Linked DNA regions of Drosophila melanogaster: region 2 is linked to region 1. Evidence: chromatin contacts called from public HiChIP or PLAC-seq data. All regions are on one chromosome and are shown on one strand. The core of a region is the stretch at or near the end of the contact, and the rest is flanking DNA. Distances in the headings are between cores, read along the strand shown. Region 1 overlaps TfAP-2 (Transcription factor AP-2). Region 2 overlaps mub (mushroom-body expressed).

The links. HiChIP or PLAC-seq counts read pairs in DNA pulled down with a chosen protein or histone mark.
Region 2: a contact with region 1 is called in a CP190 HiChIP or PLAC-seq map of the Kc167 cell line, with 2.1 times the contacts expected there. The contact joins two enhancer-like sites. A contact is called at or near these places in 3 of 107 Hi-C or Micro-C datasets (the Kc167 cell line and wing imaginal disc) and 1 of 6 datasets of contacts at active chromatin or transcription factors (the Kc167 cell line).

The regions. Positions count from the first base shown.
Region 1 is chr3L:21,602,743-21,608,616 of dm6, forward strand. The region is part of intron 1 of TfAP-2 (Transcription factor AP-2); the gene reads left to right. Among named protein-coding and RNA genes, the nearest start is that of lncRNA:CR43940, 11 kb to the left of the region's middle. Within about 2 kb of position 1,774, at least 35 of the 39 cell types and tissues checked have an H3K27ac peak or open chromatin away from gene starts, as enhancers often do. A contact at or near this core is called in the Kc167 cell line, where this site is marked.
Region 2 is chr3L:21,872,175-21,878,337 of dm6, forward strand. It overlaps mub (mushroom-body expressed), which reads left to right. Exons shown (of 11, transcript NM_001275268.1): 2 at 3,123-3,151. Among named protein-coding and RNA genes, the nearest start is that of lncRNA:CR43878, 12 kb to the right of the region's middle. Within about 2 kb of position 2,312, at least 7 of the 39 cell types and tissues checked have an H3K27ac peak or open chromatin away from gene starts, as enhancers often do. A contact at or near this core is called in the Kc167 cell line, where this site is marked.

The DNA.
Region 1 (5,874 bases), core at 524-3,023:
TTACTACTTCATTAAGGGCTCCTCCGCTCTTCCGCGCATTTGAGGGCCAAGGAGCTGGAGCTGGAGCTCGAGCCGAAGGAAGAGACTGAGGATCCAGCCGAGCTCCAGCTCTGCGGATTGGAGCGCGTGCGCAGCCAGGAGGAGGAGGAGGACGAGCAGGGCAGGAGTACCTGCAAGAATCGTAATAAGCAGAAATCGATTATCGTCCGCTGAACATTTCCATTGTTGTTATGAATATTATATGCAGCGTTTGGAGCGAAGCTTCCTCTTAAATTCGTTTAATTTATAGCTCTTCCGACAGTTCCAACTTGCAGTTCCAATAAATGACAGCACCGGACGTCGAACGAGTGTGTAATCTAATTGGAAACGAGCGCGGCTTAGGGACCCACTGTACTGCCGGTTCGCGGATGGCCAGTGCAGACCATATGTAAATTCGCGCCCGAAATGCGCAGAATGGATTCTTTATTTACTGACAATATTATGACAATGCCCGCATGAACTCGGCCTATTCTATGGCCGCAAGGCGGTCCTTACGCCACTCGATGTTTCCATATAACCTGGTCACATCCCTCCAGAGTATTGAGGTCCAGAGGGATGCCCTCCTCCCCTTCCTGGAAGCCCACCATCATTCAACTTGACAGCGTAATTAAAACGACTGGTCCACACGATGAAAGTGAGGAGTTTTATAAGATGTTAGGGCCTACTTGTTTTATATGTCGCAATATAATTGGTGGCATCCAAAACCCGGAGACCAGGTAGTGGCCGAAAAAAATGCGAACATCGAATCGCGCAGGCATGTTCTTTTCTTGGGCGGGCACTCTTCTGCCAGGCGGAATGATTTGGACCGGCAATTTTGGTAATAGCGGCATGCCGGGATCGAGGCCAGCTCCTGTCCATTGCACTGCTACTGTATAAGTATCCAGAGTCATTACGTCATCGGCGAGGAATCCGGACGTGATTGCTCTTATGGAAGCCACGTGCTAATTTAATTATTATTTGCAAATACTTTCAAAGTGAGAGCCCCTCGACTCTTTCACCGCTCATTTTCGATTCTTGATTTAATTTACTTTTATTGATAGCCCTCTGGCTGAGTTTTTTTTAAGGCGATATATTCGAGAGAATATCATCGTATTCTTCATAGTGGTTTGGTTCACTAAGTTTAATGCTTTTCCTATGGATATAAACACTAATATCAAAAAGGGGCTGAAGTTAAGTTAGGACCAGAAAAATTTAAGCTATACTTAAGATAACTTTTGATATTCTATTATATTTTTATATAATATAATTCCTATTTTAGGAATTATATTAGTATATCTTGTTTTTGTGTTCTTTTTAACAGGATTTATCTGTTATCCCTACTGTAATAGGTAGTAAAGTAACTATAAAATTTGTAATACCAAATTTTTCTCTGACTTGCGCATTTGGAATTTCCAAATGGTTATTGCGATTCTTGCAACCAAACTCGATCCTTTAACAAATAAAAGAATATTTTTTAGCAGCTCCAACATAATTTAACTCCAACTGATACAATTTCTAATAAATTTGCAATTGCTTAGTCATTGCTTTAATACATGAAATTATTTCGCTGTACGTTAAATCATACAGCAAGGACTTTCGTCGTCGTTTTGGCACGTTCAAAATTTTGTGTTTTTTTTTTTATATATTGCTGTAATTTGAATTTGTTCAAATGTACTTGGGGTATAGAGCCACCTATGGGTGTGTGGTGGTGACCTTTGCTGGTTCAGTTATCGAAACATAGATGCCGCCCACTGCGTGTACGGTTGTGTAAAATGCATGTAAAGTAGCAGAAGTCCATGTATTTCTGCAAGACACGCCCATGGATACTTTAAATTCTGGATCTGGATTGCTCTTTGAATCACGTTAAGAGAAATATGCTTTTCTGCAGAGATATTCACATTTCACAAAAAAAAGTTTTATTCTGAAGGAGATGTTTTCGTAACTTACAAAATATGTTTTTGTATTGCTTCGTACTAACTGAAATCTAATGAAATTTGAATTAAAACGCATTTCCTTAATTGCAAAATTGCAAATTTCAAATGTAATGCACAAATAAAGTGTTAAGGTTTGATAAGAAGGTTTAAAACGTTTTTGTAAAAATTTGCGTCGATTAGATCAAACAGTCTTCGCAAACGAAAAGCCGGCCTTCTTATACTACACCATTTATTTGCCATCTTCAAAAATGTGTGTCATTGATTTGGAATGGGTAATTTTCCACTTCAAAAAATATATTTTGATATAATATAATTTAAAGCCAATTGAATGGCTCTAAAGCGTAGGAACTAACAGAGGCAACATAAAATGAAAACATATCAGCAATGATAAATTACAATTTTGAATATAAATTTAGATTAGCTAATAGTTTTGGAAAGTTGTGTAGAACTAAATATGTAGATGGAACCGTCAAACAAAACCATTTGTGTTTACAAATTATAATTAAGAACATTATTTTATGTATCATGTTCTACATTAAACTCTCAAATATTATTGCTATTTAAATGAAAATTTTTCGGGCCAATATAAAGTTTTTTGTATGTATCAAGGTCGGACTATTGCTTCGCCAATGCAAAGGTTCTAGGAGTTTGCATTTGATTCAAAAGGTACGAAGCACGGGACTATCTCCAAAAATCTTTCAGAATCTTGTCCTTAAAATCTTTTTATATCATTATTATGGTTTACTTTTTACTGATATACTGGTAACATTGTAAATATTTAACTAGTAAGTAGGATGCGAGAAACGGCGTTAGAAAACGGATCCAATCCAGACCGAAATGAGACTGGTCCCAACATCGTAATAGACCAGTTAGAAAAGTGAACCCTGGGTCTGGAGTCAAAACTCTTTTAATGGCAATTGATCACTGGCAAGTGGATAACGTTTCATTAGAATATCGGGTGAAGTGCGCATTTATACACGACGTGTGTGTGGATTGTGCGTACATATGTGAGCCGAGATCTGCGAGCCAGGCTTTGTGTGTTTTTTGTATGACCGTCGTTTGGAACAGAACCCACTTGAGGTGAAACTATTTCGACCTGCCCAACAGCTTCCAACAGTCTACCTGTACCTGTGCCAGTGCCTTTGCCTTTGCCTGTGCCCCCCAAAACCAGATGGTCTCTGATCACCGAGCAGCATTTGAAACCTTTATAATTTATTTATCTTTATCTTGAATTACGCCATGGGAGTATTGACCACCAGAGTAAGTCAGAAATTTCGGCACATTCATGTCTCGCAATGGCAGACAATGGGCTAAGGTTCTGAAACTCATGTGATTGAAAACCAGAGTTTCCAATCGCACAATTAATAATGGAGAAAAAAGCCATGGCAAAATAAATAAATAAATAGGAATAGAAATAGCAGCGGCATAAAGAACTTTGCCAACTGGCGAAGGGTCAAAAGCATTGCCCGAAAGCCACGCATACCCACACCACTACCACTGAATTCCGAGCGGGCCAACTCCGTTGACGGTATTGAGTGACGGCAAGAGCCGAGAATAAGCCGCGAATATCCAAAGACGGATGAGCAGACAGCCGCGTATTAGCGGCAGCCAAATATTAGGTAACATCGGGTTCAGTACAAGTAAACAAACCAAGAGGGAATCTTGAAATCGGGGGCCATCAATGAGGAAGCACTTAAAGGAGCCGGAGGATTCTGCGGAGCTCCACTCCAGAACTAATTTTCATCCAGAAATGCCGTTTTAATTGTTTGAAGAGCTAATACCCAGATTTGGCTTTGATTAGAGCCAAGCTCGGATTCTTCAGCGCAGAATGCGCGAAATCTCCGGGGTTTCGAAAAAGAAAATCACCGAGAACCCAGCCGCCGATAGACGAATATTCACGCAAAACAAAGGAGAACCGGTTTACCTGTGTTCCTAAATATTCTATTTGATGTTGGCAAATGACAAGATAATCCAAAGTAATCAATCAAAATTATTTTAATTTATTAAACCACAATAAAGTCGTGCCCGATCCGCAATTGCCACGTTCTTGGCCCAGCCAGCCAGTCAGTCAAAGACTCGCCAAAGAATGCTCCCTACCGAACTTAGGGTTTGAGCCCAACTATCAAGATTGGGTCATACTCACTCGTATAGGGAAACTTTAGTACTTCGGCAGACATTCCGCGGATATGGTTATTACCAACTGAAGATTTGCAGAAACTGGTTTTTAGGGAGCTGTAAAGGTACGATGATCGTAAATGGATATTATCTGAAATTTTTTAAGTGATGCAGTAGTCCATCTCCTGAAAGTTACATTTTTGCTAGATCTGTATGAAAAAGGCTCCAACTAAGCGTTTATCTATCAACTAACATAAGAACGTTGTCAGGGAAGTTCTGATAAGTTAGATAAAATATTTCTTTTCCCTGCTTCTCCAAAGAACAGTTCGAAATATGCCCAGTTAACTTGCTATTATTAATAATAAAACCAATAGAACCATTTTCATTTGCCAAGCTCGACACAAGTCTGCTTTATAAACACGAGCCAATGGTTATAGCTGCGAATGTCTAACTGAATCACCTATTATTCGGCCATTCACTAATAACTACTCCTCAGAGGTAAATAATTGAGCTGCTATTTGGATGTGTAAGCAATATGAATTAGTTGATTAAGCCGATGCACAATGATTCAGGCGATGGGGAAGTAGAGCGCTTGGGCAGGGCCTTCCTTGTTTGGTTCACCTGGAGGAGTTCCTTATTTGGACCACAATGAAGGCCGATCCTCCGCGATCCGTGGTCCGCCCGCCCAACACACTCTTGCACAATCGAATAAACATGTTCGATTTGTGAAAACCTCAACGTTTTGTGTCAAATTACTGTCATTCTTTTCCGCAATCCCCGGGCACAATGCTGAATTAAGTAGCAGGTAAATGAGAGCAGCTAGCCTAAGCAGGCAAGAGTATAAATAAAATTTGTTATGGAATGGCGCGCAGCGGGCAAATTCAGGGAATCAATAGCCGCAGTTATGGATACCTAATGGGCGTACCCCACCGGAGCGTCCTTATCGCGCGCATCGCCCATTGACACTGCATCCTGCGAGTCCTGGCAATTCAAAAGCGCGCGACTGGGCAGGATGTCAAATGGCTTGTGTGATACCATTCACTAAGCCGAGCTTCCGACCTCATTATGCGACTCCTTTATGCCGCACACATTTAAATGTGCTTTCGCCCACCACAAAGATCTCAAATCGGCGACAATCTCTCCCTATAGCCGCCATCCATCCATCCATCCGTCCATCCGTCCATCTATCCGCCTATCCGACCTCTAACGGTAGCGACTGCGAAGTGAAGCCGGCGTCGCCGGCGAAAACCTTTTCGCCTTTTTGGCACACTGGCGAGCGACTAGTTCTCATTTCGCGTTCGTCGCTCGTAGACTACTGATGCTGATGCGTCGGTGCGGCAAAGTCGAAAAATTCGAGAAAGCGCGAATCGGATTTAGAATTTAGAATTTACAACTTGTGATTGTGATCCGCCGTGATATAGCGAATTAGCGAATTATTCTGGAATATATCGACTTGTGCCCCAGAACAGCTGGATAGCCCCATCGATATGTGTGCATAAGGTTTCGGCGGACTTAAATATGATAACATGACTTTAGCGTATGTGGATATGCCAGCTGTAATTCAGGTTCAGGTATATTTCGGACTTAGGATCTCACTGGGATTAAGATTGATGAGATTGACAGTGTGTCGAATTTCGCGGCGCTTTAAGAACATGGCCTCAGAAGACTTTCTGTGTTTCGGATCGGATATAGATGGTGCATTCTTGAATGTTATATATATGAGCTCGCAATTTGAGTTCGCTGTGGAACCTCACAATGAAAATATTGAACAAATATTGTGGTTTTGCAATTCAATTAAAAAATGAAA
Region 2 (6,163 bases), core at 1,062-3,561, 270 kb after region 1:
TTTTATTATTTCTTTTGTTGAAATTACAAAACTAAGCAGATTACCTAGTTAAAAAATGATTATTTATTTATATTTATTTATTATAAACAATAATTTAGGAAAATATGCCATTGCTTTGAAAACCCTTTTAGATTTTGCTCTATGTTTTTTTAACCAAAAGTGCCCAAGTTGGTATTTGTTTAAATAAAACAGGAATTAGTCTTATAAAAAAGTAGTGACTAGACACACTTTGTAATTGTTTTAATTATGAATTTCTTATTAACGCGCAATCCTATTACGACAGTAATATGTAAGTAAAATGTATTCAATCGAAGTGAGAACTTCTGGTTTTGAATCTTTTTAGAATTCAGCTGCAGAACTTGTAAACTTCAAATCAGCCCAAGTGCAGTTTGCAAGCATTTATCTGCGCCAATCATGAAAGTGGCTTCTTTCAGTGCTGCGCTTGGAGTTGCAGATACAAAACATGCGTGCGAGATACAATTTCGATCGTTAGCTCAATGGCTCGTGCCATTTGCCAACGTGGAATCCTCCTAAATCAGACCCGCGCCACCCCTGCGATGTAGTTGGCCATGTTCATTTCGTGTACGCGCCACGAGTGCTGTCCAAATAATAGCTGGCACACATCAATCCATCCCGGTTCGAGATTGCAGATGAATGTCTGGCCAGTCCCGGGTATCCTGGCAGGCGGTATGGTATCCTGCAAAGCCTATGGAAGGCCTTACTCCTTAGTCTGAACCCAATCTCGCTTGTTTGACGTTGTGTTGAGTGGAAGTGGAATTGCCGACTGGGGTCGGGTTGGGATGTTTTCAGTTTGTTATCGATAAATATTCACTCAGCCGGTGATTGCTGTGAAAAGTCCCACTTCCCCGGACATGGTCGCTGTACCAGGCGGGAACTCCCCCTGTTTCCTCGGGCAACTCTGGAACCCTGCATCAGCGCATCCTTTGAGTCCCTCCTTTTCACCTAACCCAAAGAGTTCCAGTTTCAGGTTTCAGACGCGGCATGTGTCAGCATTTGACACATTTCATTTACATTTTTTCCTGTTTCCCCTTTCCCAGGCCTGCTGCCCATTGTCCATTCAAATGTGGAAAACATATCGGGTTTGCATTCGATTTTCCACAGCTTTCTTTTTATTTTTCGGGTCCATTTCCCAGCCACGTGCGATGAAGCTGCAGGAGAACTTTAGAAGGGTGGCGTGCTAAGTAAACACAGCAGGAAGCTGTTGGTAAGGGTTAAGGCGAGATAATTAGTTACTTTGTGTCCTTGCGGTTGGCCAGCCACCCCGTCCCTGGTCGGGCGCCAGTGGCTGAGGGGCGGATTTGTAGTTGGCGCGTGCCTTAGTCCAACGGAGGAGTGCGGAATGGAGTTGCGGGAGCAGGATGAGGAGATTCTGCAAGTAGGGAATTTGGTTTGTCTGTCTCGGTCATCGTATTTGTATTGGTTGAGTGTATTTGCTTATGCTCTCTACGGTCTGTAGGGTTAATTGAATTTGCTTTTGAGGTTCCTTTTTATTAGAGCAGGGGTACAAGGCACGGAGGTTTGCGGATTTGAGACGCCTTTACCACATGTTCGTATCGGCGTGTGTTTATGAAACGAATTTATAAATATTCATGAACTGACTTCGCATTGGATTGTCCAGAGGTGAAGTCCAATTTTGAGACTAAATGTTTCCGCCCGCTCGGAATTCCAAAGGGACACCTGTAAAGTTATCCATGACTTCTGACGCACAATAAACGAAAAAAGACGTAGACGTACTTGCGAAATAGTTTTTGGAGATAAATGCATCTTAAAATGAATGCATACCGATATAATGCAAATATTTATCTTCGTACAAGTTTATGGTCTGAAATAAAATAAAGATATCAACCCTTAAATGAACCTGTATTTTTTCAACCAAACAAGCCTGAGTGTTTAATATTTTTAATTGGTATTCATATTTTTTTTAATTAATGAATGATATATATATATATATATATACAATATATATATATACAATATATATATATTTATTTATCTCAGTCCTCAAGTCATGCCGGTAGCGTAAAACAAATATCCTGGCAAAAGTCGCCAGCAAAAACTATAACTGCTATTATTCCACTTTTGGTTTTGACTTCGCTCAGCTGCGAAATAAAAAGTTTTTGCTTTCATAGCCTTTCAACTTTCCGGTTCGGCTTTTTTGGCTATGTGTCTACAATTTTGTGGCAAATTAAATAAGCAAGCGAAGCGTTTATGCACCCATACATAGACCCTGGAATATACAACCATTTACGTACATGTGTGCGTTAAAACACCTAGCTGCGAGTCACAGCGCAGCAAAGTATGCAACACAAATTTCGGAACCGCGCTTTTCGTGCCACATTTAATGCTTAACAAGAGTTTGCGTTCAGCTGCATAGCTGTTCAGCTTTAAGGTGGTGTGCGTGTGTCAGGACGGCATTTTCCGAGAAGGGCTGCCCGAAGTGAGTTTGCCATCACATCATGTGGAAAAATTTTTGTCTGGATTAGCGGGTTACGGTCTCAGTAGTCAATCAAGAAAATGATGAGATAAGCTGTTCTTTTTTTTTAATACGATCAAATAGTCGGAATGGGCTTAGAAATATGATAAATACTTGTGGCTATAAAAATAAGTATTGTGTTCATTTTTAATCAAACCGAATTTCATATGCCTGTAGGGGATATTATAATATTTGTTGTGCAAATGTAAAGGGAACCACACATACCAGACTCTCTATATATTAGACTTAACAATGTATTCTATTGTCATGAATATCACACAACTAATCCAATGGTCCCAAAGATCCCCATTGCATCTATGGATATGTAGAAGGTGTACTTTAAAATAATTAATTTATAGATGTATTTTAACGTATAAAAATACAATCTTTTCTTTACCCTTACTTTTCTGAATGCATATCATTGTTGAATTCAATACAGTCTTTTTTTACATAACACTTTCTCAGAAACCTTATCTATTGCATATGTGTATATATGTACAAAAGTATGTAAGCTGGCTTTGCCATTTCATGTCTTTTTAATGCTCAAATTAAAAGATGAAAAGCCCAAATTATTAATAATAGAATGCAAGATTCCTATTTTATCAATACGTTTGCATTTACTTTTCAGGATAAAAACGAGATCAATTTCGTCGGCAAGTAAGTAGTGTATAGAGTTTGTTTGTCATAAATATTTTTTTCTTTTATTTTAATGGCAGCGACACGCATAAAAAGTTTTTTAAAACTATCCAGGGTATTGGCTCTTTCTATTCTTATCCTATTTCCGCGCAGTTTCCGGCTTTGGGTTCCTTTGAGTCGCAGAGAGCCAAAAGTTTTGTCTTCAATTTAGTTAATTAGCAGGCTCATATGTTGAATCTGGTCCCGCTTTTCTCCATTTCCCATCACGAAATGCCTATCGTATAATCAACTTTGGGGCTATTTAAGTTTTTGCCAGAAAACTTTCTTCACGCACTGTACAACACTTTTACTTAAGTCTTCTCCCGAGCGTTTCTACTCCATTTCTCGATTTTCACTATTTCGGTCATCTCATCTAGTAGGATGCCTTCTGGACTTCTTTCGTCTTGTCGATGGAGGAAGTAAAGTCCGGCTCACACACACAAGCCATAAGGAGGCTGTCTCGTCCTGCAGGACCATAGTTTAGGAGATAGGCGAAACATTAAGCGGATTAGTTTTCCTGCCCAGGAATCGGGCGGGACATCGGTGGGCATTCAGGTGGGCAGAGGCCATTAGTTGTGTGTCGTCGCTGGCTTTTTGCAGTTGCAGAGGATGGCGAGCAACTGAAGCTAGTTATAAATTGTTGGCTATTAGTTAAATGAACTTGCCGCTTTCTGGATCGAGCACGGCTTGTCCGTTTCAGTTGGCAACCACTAAGCCACTGGAAGAGGCCAACTCAAATGGATTCACATTCAAATGTTGCTAAGAATTTAGGCTTATGAAAGGTGAATGATACACAGAAAGGAGGAGGCAAATTGAAATAATGAGAAAGAGAGACCGAAGGACTTGAAAGGATCTGTGCGCTCACGAAGTGTGATAATATCGATAGATAGCATATTCTTAGTAATTTACCACTACTGTGTTTGATGCAGCTTAGGCTTAATCCTAATCTATGCCATATTTTGTGAAAAGCCAAAGCATTTGCTCGTGGTTTTGTATTTATCAGTTAATAATTGCAACTCCTTTAACTAAGTAATTATTAACTTATTATTTTGAATTTATATATATATATAGATACAGATATATTCCAGCAAAATTTCTGCCAATCCAGAAGTAAATTGATTATGGACTGGCCCAACGACGATTTGCATAATCCAAATCGATAATGAGTGGATTGTGCGGATTGTGAGTGGGCGGAGTGGCATGCCACTGAATCGGTGGCAATCGGCTGTATTTGCAATTTCAGCCGCATTTCATGACAATTAGTGTTTATTCAAAATTCAGACGACCTAATTTCATATGTCAGGCTGTTCGACAGCCTGGCCCAGCACCACCCAACCAGCCCAGGCAAACCACCCACCCACAACCCACTAACCGCCGACCACAGGCAGTTAACTTTTTGGCACAGATAGGAATATTTTGTGGGACATGTCAAAGTTTTTGCCTCTTGATTTCCTTTACTTCGGTTTGGATCAGTTCACTTCGGTTCGCTTGTGTACGGAATTCAATTTCTGTTTTTTATCAGGTGGAGCCAGGTGCGGCCGGACTTAACCCACACATTCACGCAGTCAAATGAGATTAATAATAATTTAATTAAAACTCGTGGGCTTAATGCATTTCGCGTGTAACGGACTTCAATGCAGAATCCCGCGCAATGCGCAATGCTTTTCTTTTCTAGGGTTTTTGTGCCTGAAATTAAATTTAATTAAATTTTGCACTTATCGCTTTTACACAACTCACACGGACAAAGGCTTCAAACGGAAGTTGGGCTGCCATTCGAATGCACTGCCAAAGTCCATGCAGTTTTGCCCCCTTTTTTTTTGGTAGAATGCAGGCCCCCTTTTCTGCCAGCTTTTTATGAAATGTTTTTCTTTAGTGTTCTCTTGTTTCGAATCAATTAATTGACCTTTCTGATGGGCTAGTTGTTTAGGTCAGGCAGGTGCTGCAGCCATAATATTTTTCCAATAGAAATCCCTTGGAATTTTTAAAATTCAATTAAGAGATTCGTGAAGTAAGTACATAAATGGACTGCCTAACTAGCAATTAGGTATTTTTCATGGAAATTACTTTTAGATTTCTTTGGGTGGAGAATTTGTTCGAAAAAACAAAATAAGGCCCCTTTTTATTACGTTTTCAAATATAGCCCATAGCTATGATGGCTAGTAAGTTTCTGAACAATAAACATGTAGCAGCTTTTCTGAAAATTTTGAATTTTTCGTTTTTAAGCTCGTTAGTTGGGCAATTTTGAATATCGTAGATGAAAACAGAATCTGCATGCTTTGACATAGTTTCCATATATTGATGATATGGCTAGAAGGCAAGAAAAATAATTAATTTAAAAAAATCAAAAAAATGTTAAGGTGTTGCAGTTTTGGGCGGTTTGTGCTGGTTAGAGTGGGCGTGGCCACATCAGCAAACAAACCGCATGCCTAATCTAAACTTTCTAGCTTTTATAGTTCCTCAGATCTCGACGTTCATACGGCTAGATCGAATCGGTTATTGATCCTGATCAAGAATATATATACTTTATATGGTCGGTGAAGCTTTCTTCTAGCTGTTACGTACTTTTCAACGATCTACTTACCCCTGTACTCTATGGGTAACGTTATATGTTTATTGTATACTATGATTATTATAAAACAAATTCCTCTCAATTAAGTAAATAAAACACTGTGTGTACATGATTTTTCCATTCCATTAACCATAGCTTTCATTCTAAAAGTAAGAATATAAAGATTTCCATCAAATATTATTATTGAATGTATATCTTTCCAAAATTCAATAATACCTTTTCGAGCTAGATTGCTATATCATCGGATGTAATTAAAATTTTGTTTTCACTCGTTTCGACTCGTGAAATATTTATATTTTTCTGACCTGGTTTCCCCTTAAGTTGTTTGTAGCTTTTAAAATTGAGAAGAATCATTTTTATAAAGTATTTTATTCGGTAATCTAATTATTAATAACCATGTCTTGTAACTCTGGAGCGATGTTTTC